Regions from separate parts of the Mus musculus genome. Here region 1 is linked to region 2. The links are chromatin contacts, called in public HiCAR-type maps. All regions are on one chromosome and are shown on one strand. Each heading gives the region's core, a stretch centred on a gene start, on an enhancer-like site or on the middle of the called end of the contact. The rest is flanking DNA. Distances are from core to core; before and after follow the strand shown. Region 1 overlaps Hormad2 (HORMA domain containing 2). Region 2 overlaps Gm11958 (predicted gene 11958).

Region 1 (2,700 bases), core at 73-2,572, 130 kb before region 2:
AAGATCCACAGGATGTGGGTTAAGGAAGACAAGAATCTGGTAGTTAGCACGTTGAACATGTTCTAAATAGCGGTGACTCGGTTTGCAGATGGAAAAGAAGAAATAGTTAAATAATGAAGTTTTACTCTATTTTATTTTGTTAATTATAACTCCTGTGTATAACTTTGAACTTTTAAAAGACACAGCCCAGATTTTAAGTGCGTATGCTCTCTCATGCTTCAGTAGACACGAATGAAGAATGTGAAGAATGAAGGCTCAAGGTCTGGCTGAAGAGATGCGATGCACCTGAATGAAACCCCTGCTCCTATGCTTGCTCCATTCCCCCAAGTCTTCACTCGTCAGCTCCACGTTAAGCTGCAGTGAAGAGGCTTGCCATTGTGTCAGTAATGTAGTCACGGAGTCCCTCACTCCTTCCCACCTTGGGTGAACAGTTACTCACATTCATTCCATTTTGACCCAGGGGACAGAGGGATACAAAGATAAGACAGATCAGGGAAGGGCTTAGAGACATGGCAGGAGGTGAGTGTTGCTCATATGAGGGCTAATGATTGCTAGTTATCTACTGGTTCAGCTGTACCTGTTGCTAAATTATTGGTTGTCTGGGGTCTGGGTTGAGAAAGAGACATTGCAGGATGAATTTGGCTTCTCGGCAGCGCAGCGGGATGGATTAGCCTCGGAAGTACTGAACACCTAGGAACTTTTCATAAGTTCTTTATTGTTACACAAAAAAGGCACTTTTAGCAAGACAATTTCCGCATAGCAAAACCTCTTATCTGATGTAGGAGTTGTGTGAAGGCCGATTACCTAAGCAGTTCAGTCAGGAGATTTCCTGGTTCGCCAGGTATGTCTTGGGACTAAGTTATGCAAAAACTCTGAATCCTTCAGAAGGGCAGCTCCAGAGATCTCAGCTAACCTGATCAAGGCCGTCCACGCGTGACAAGACCCTCTTTCACTCCAGAGATCTCAGCTAACAGTCCTGATCAAGGCCATCCACGCGGTGACAAGACCCTGTTTCTTACAAAGAAGAAAGGAGTGGGGGAAGAGGAAGAGGAGGAAGAGGAATAAAAAAGCAGGTCACTGGTGACGCAAGCCTTTAAACTCAGCACTCAGGAAGTAGAGGCAGGTCTCTGTGAGTTTCAGGCCAGTGGGACCTACTGAGTGAGTTCCAGGACTACCAGGACTGTTATATAGAAACCCTGTCTCAAGAAAACCCAAAGAAACAAAGAGTAGTTCAAGTAAAACCAGGTTTCAAGTAGCAAGTGCCCTTGGAAGATGTCCTGTTGAAGAACATGGTCTTACTAGTTATGAAATTCTGGGTACTTCCCCTATTGCCCCTCTCATCTCTCACAATTCCTGCTCGTGAACCACACTACATTCTTTCAGAAACTGAACTCTGATCATGTTATCCTTTATGCCTAAAAATTTCCCAGGAATTTAAAAAAGTGTTCAAAGCTGTTTGCACGATCGAGCAGGCCTGAATGTCCCTATTGATTTTCTAAGACACCCTCCCTCACTCCCATGCTCAGGCTACACGAAGACTCTCTAGGATGCCAGTATCTTCCACATACTGTTCCTCTTGCTCAAAAAGGTCTGTCCAGACCCTATGCATGGCCTGCCTAGCTCCATCTTGTCCTGCCGCTAAAATTGTCCCTCATTTGAGGGTTCCCCTAACACTTTGTGTTGTTTCTTCACAGCAGACCCTGAGTATAACAGTGTGGCCATGTGATTTTCTTACTGTTAGTTCCCCTTTCTAGTCGGCATGCATCTTGAGATCAGCGGCTAGCCATATTCTTTCTTCTTTTAATGTGACAATAAACTATTAATAGTTTTACTGTGTGGTCATAAAAATCAGTTATAAAGAAGAAAAAAAAAATCAGTTATATGCTAAAATAGCCACAAGGTGGCACTAAAGTTTTAGTCAACTGCTACAGAATTATGGTCCTCACGTTTTATATTTAAGAATTTATCATAGTGTTGATTCTATTTATGTCTGTATATTCAATATTCTTTAAAGCTGAGAGAATGTCTTTGTAGTTTTGTGATGTATAGAGAAAGGCACGAGTTTGTGAGACACATCAGAGTTTCTAAGTTGTTTACCTTGCTTGGTAAATTTTAAAAGGAGTACTTATTAGGGATTCTTGTGGTACATTTAATTTTGAACAATAATGGATTGTTTTGCATATCTTTTGGTTCCCGAATTAGAAAATAAGAAACTTTTTTTTGATAATCCTTCTTTTGTCCCAGTAAAGCCAGTGTTTGTAATAGAAATTGTTTGAATGGGTGAATTAGTTCCTTTTTCTGACCTTCTGAATATTTTCTCTCTGAAGTAATATTTGAATTAGTCTTCATCAGAATTGTCAATACTATAGTACAAACATATAATAACAGAGTTTTCTTTTCTCTTGAAGCTACACATGGCAGTATTAACAGTAAGTACAAACTTAAAGGCCAAGTCTCTGTCTCTGCATGAACTTTTGGCAAGTACAGCATTAAACAGGCATCTTTCCCGCTTCCCCTCGTGAGATTTATGACATTTTAGCATTTCAAAATTGGATATATCAGAACTTAAGATATTATAAATGTTCAGTATATTTCTTTGACATATATATTATTATATGAGAGAACATATCATATGAGAGAATATATCATATTAATGCTTAGGATTTAAATATATTTTTAGATATGTAACAGATCCAAAGT
Region 2 (2,700 bases), core at 119-2,618:
GGCCAGCCTGGTCTGCAGAGTGAGTTCCAGGACAACCAGGCTCCTCTACACAGAGAAACCCTGGTTCTAACAACAACAACAACAACAACAAAGAAAGAACAGAAAAAAGAAACTATGTTCCAGCAGGGCCATCTTTGCAAACACTAACTTAAATGACAGACATTGGTCCTCAAAGGCTACTCAAATGAGTGCATTTATGTGAATTTTTTTGTATTAGGACAGTAGCCCAGGCTATGTGAGCCTGAACTTCACAAGTACTAGAATCAAAGATCTGTGCCACCATGCCAAGCCATGGTTATTTTTACAGTTACAAAAAATGTTCTAAAATTCTCTGTGGTTGTAGGTATACATCTGAATACATTAAAAGCCACTGAACTGCCCTTTTGAATGAGAGGGTTGAATGGTGGAGCACCCTATCTCTATAAAGCTATGTCAAAAAGAGAAGGCTAGAGGCAAGCATGGTGGTGCACACCTGTTGTCCCCGCACTTCAGAGGCAGGGACAGAAGAGTCCAGCCTGAGGCTAGCCTGAGCTCCACAGTGACAGGGAGAGGAGAGCCCAGCCTGAGGCTAGCCTGAGCTCCACAGTGGCAGGAACAGGAGAGGCCTGCCTGAGGCTAGCCTGAGCTCCACAGTGGCAGGGACAGGAGAGGCCAGCCTGAGGCTAGCCTGAACTCCATAGGGAGAGGCTGTCTGGGAGGGAAGAAAAGTTTAAGGTTTAGATTTGACAGAACTCATACATCAGGGAGGTCAGATCTGTGAACAGTTCGTCAGGACATCAGCAAGCACGTGGAGGGACGCAGGGCAGGCGATCAGGGGGACTTGTGAGCCCAGGTGACACATGCCTGCCTTCCTGTCTGTTAGGATGGCCTGCTGTCCTCCCCCTGAAACCCTGTTCCTGGGCCTCCCTGGGGAAACACTGATGCCTGAGGAGAAATCGAAACAGAAGAGCAGGTGTCACCTCCTGGGCAAATTCCAAGAAAAGACAGAGAGAGGCTCCCGAGGTGATAGCTCACAAGCTTTGAAGGGAGGAAGGAAACAGAAGCCACAAGAGAAAGTGAAAGAGGAGGTGGGTGTGAGAGAGAGGCAGGGACCTGGGCATAGGCCATGCAGATCACACTCTACCAACACTGAATCCACAGGGCCTCCCTCATCCTTCCATTGCCTCCAGTCTCAGAAGTCCTACAATCTCTTCCTTTCTGCCTTGGCCCCTGAGTCCCTGATGCCCTGGGATTTATGGGTCCTGAATCTGAAGGCAGCCAATGCCACTGTGTTGTCATTGAAATTGTTTTGTTTTGTTGTCCTCCCACCCCATGACTGGGACTCTCTAGCCAGTGTTTCTGCACTGTAGACGGATGACTGCTTTGTTCTCTAAGGCAGGTGTGGCATCCTTACAGTTCTGTCTCTAGAGTCAGAATTCAATCCCTGGCCAGCGACGAAGGTTCTAGGACAGGGCTAAGCAGGGCATAATGGCACTTCTTGTGCTGTCTTGGTCTGTGACTTCACCTTGCTTCTGCTCTCTGTGGGGTCACAGCACAAACAAGGCCTGAAGGTGTCTTCTCTGTTCAGTGGGAGATAAGCTGAGGTTTGTAGAGGCAGCCAAGGTGTTGGGGCTCCTGGACTCCACCACTCTCCTTTAGCCCTGTTGGCTCTGAGCTGACATGGCAGGTGACAGAAGGCCTGGGATTCTGCAGGAGCAGGAGACCAGCTCCACATTTAGGTCATGCATCCTGGGTTAGCTGATAGAACCTTGCCTAGAATGTGCAAAACCCTGGGTTCACACACACACACACACACACTTGGACACACATACACTCACACTTACACACAGCCACACACACACACTTACACATACACACATACACATACACAGCCACATGCACACACACAGATTCACATCACTCAGCCACACACACATACACTTACACAGACACACACACACACTGAGCCACATAGACATACACTCACACAGGCACACATACACACACACACACACACACACACACAGAAACACATACACACACACAGAGCCACACACACTTGGACACACACACACATACACACTTACACACAGCCACACACACAGCCACATCACTCAGCCACACACAAATACACTTACATATACACACACAGCCACATGCACGCACACACAGCCACAGCCACACACACATACACTTACACAGACACACACACACAGACACACACACACACACACAGAGGCAATGTCCCATAGAGGCTGTTCAGTATGATAGAGAAAACTCACACAGATGTCCTCAAATGTGCAGAGGCTTCATAGCCAAAGGCTGAATGAAGTTGGTCTGTGTCAGCCCCGAGAGCAGAGGAATGGGAACGTGGACAAAGGACTGTGACAGAACGGGCTACCTGAGGTGGGCGTCTGAGGCTACATAAGGAAGAAGCCAATCCACCTCTGACTCAGTTTCTCCTTCTGAACATTTCTGTGACCACACCAGCAAGCAACTCGGAAGTTCATGACACAGCTGGGTGCTCTTGAATCCACTCAGTCCTGCCAAGCTCGCCGCTCACCGGTAGGGTCTGCTTCCAGCTCATGCCAGGAGTTTTTGCTCACATGCCGACTATAAAACAGGTTCCCACACTCCCTCCCTGCCTTCCGTTAGTTTGTTTGAGCCCCTCACAGAACTTGGGAAACCACCACAGTGGACAGGATTGTCACAGGGATTACA

Evidence for each region. HiCAR-type assays count read pairs that join an accessible place to other places.
Region 1: a contact with region 2 is called in a HiCAR-type map of Th17 cells, with 6 times the contacts expected there. The contact joins two enhancer-like sites. A contact is called at or near these places in 2 of 15 datasets of contacts at CTCF or cohesin (CD8 T cells and the NIH/3T3 cell line), 5 of 484 Hi-C or Micro-C datasets (8-cell embryo, Th1 cells, bone marrow-derived macrophages and 2 more), 17 of 115 datasets of contacts at active chromatin or transcription factors (the 230-238 cell line, CD8 T cells, the HPC-7 cell line and 11 more) and 3 of 9 other capture datasets (adipose tissue, liver and pancreatic islet).

Annotation. Positions count from the first base shown.
Region 1 is chr11:4,421,318-4,424,017 of GRCm38.p6, reverse strand. It overlaps Hormad2 (HORMA domain containing 2), which reads left to right. Exons shown (of 11, transcript NM_029458.1): 6 at 2,409-2,429. Among named protein-coding and RNA genes, the nearest start is that of Hormad2, 18 kb to the left of the region's middle. Within about 2 kb of position 1,322, at least 62 of the 459 cell types and tissues checked have an H3K27ac peak or open chromatin away from gene starts, as enhancers often do. A contact at or near this core is called in CD8 T cells, the HPC-7 cell line, the SCID.adh cell line and 3 more, where this site is marked.
Region 2 is chr11:4,287,784-4,290,483 of GRCm38.p6, reverse strand. The region is part of intron 2 of Gm11958 (predicted gene 11958); the gene reads right to left. Among named protein-coding and RNA genes, the nearest start is that of Gm11958, 3.7 kb to the right of the region's middle. Within about 2 kb of position 1,368, at least 74 of the 459 cell types and tissues checked have an H3K27ac peak or open chromatin away from gene starts, as enhancers often do. A contact at or near this core is called in CD8 T cells, the HPC-7 cell line, the SCID.adh cell line and 3 more, where this site is marked.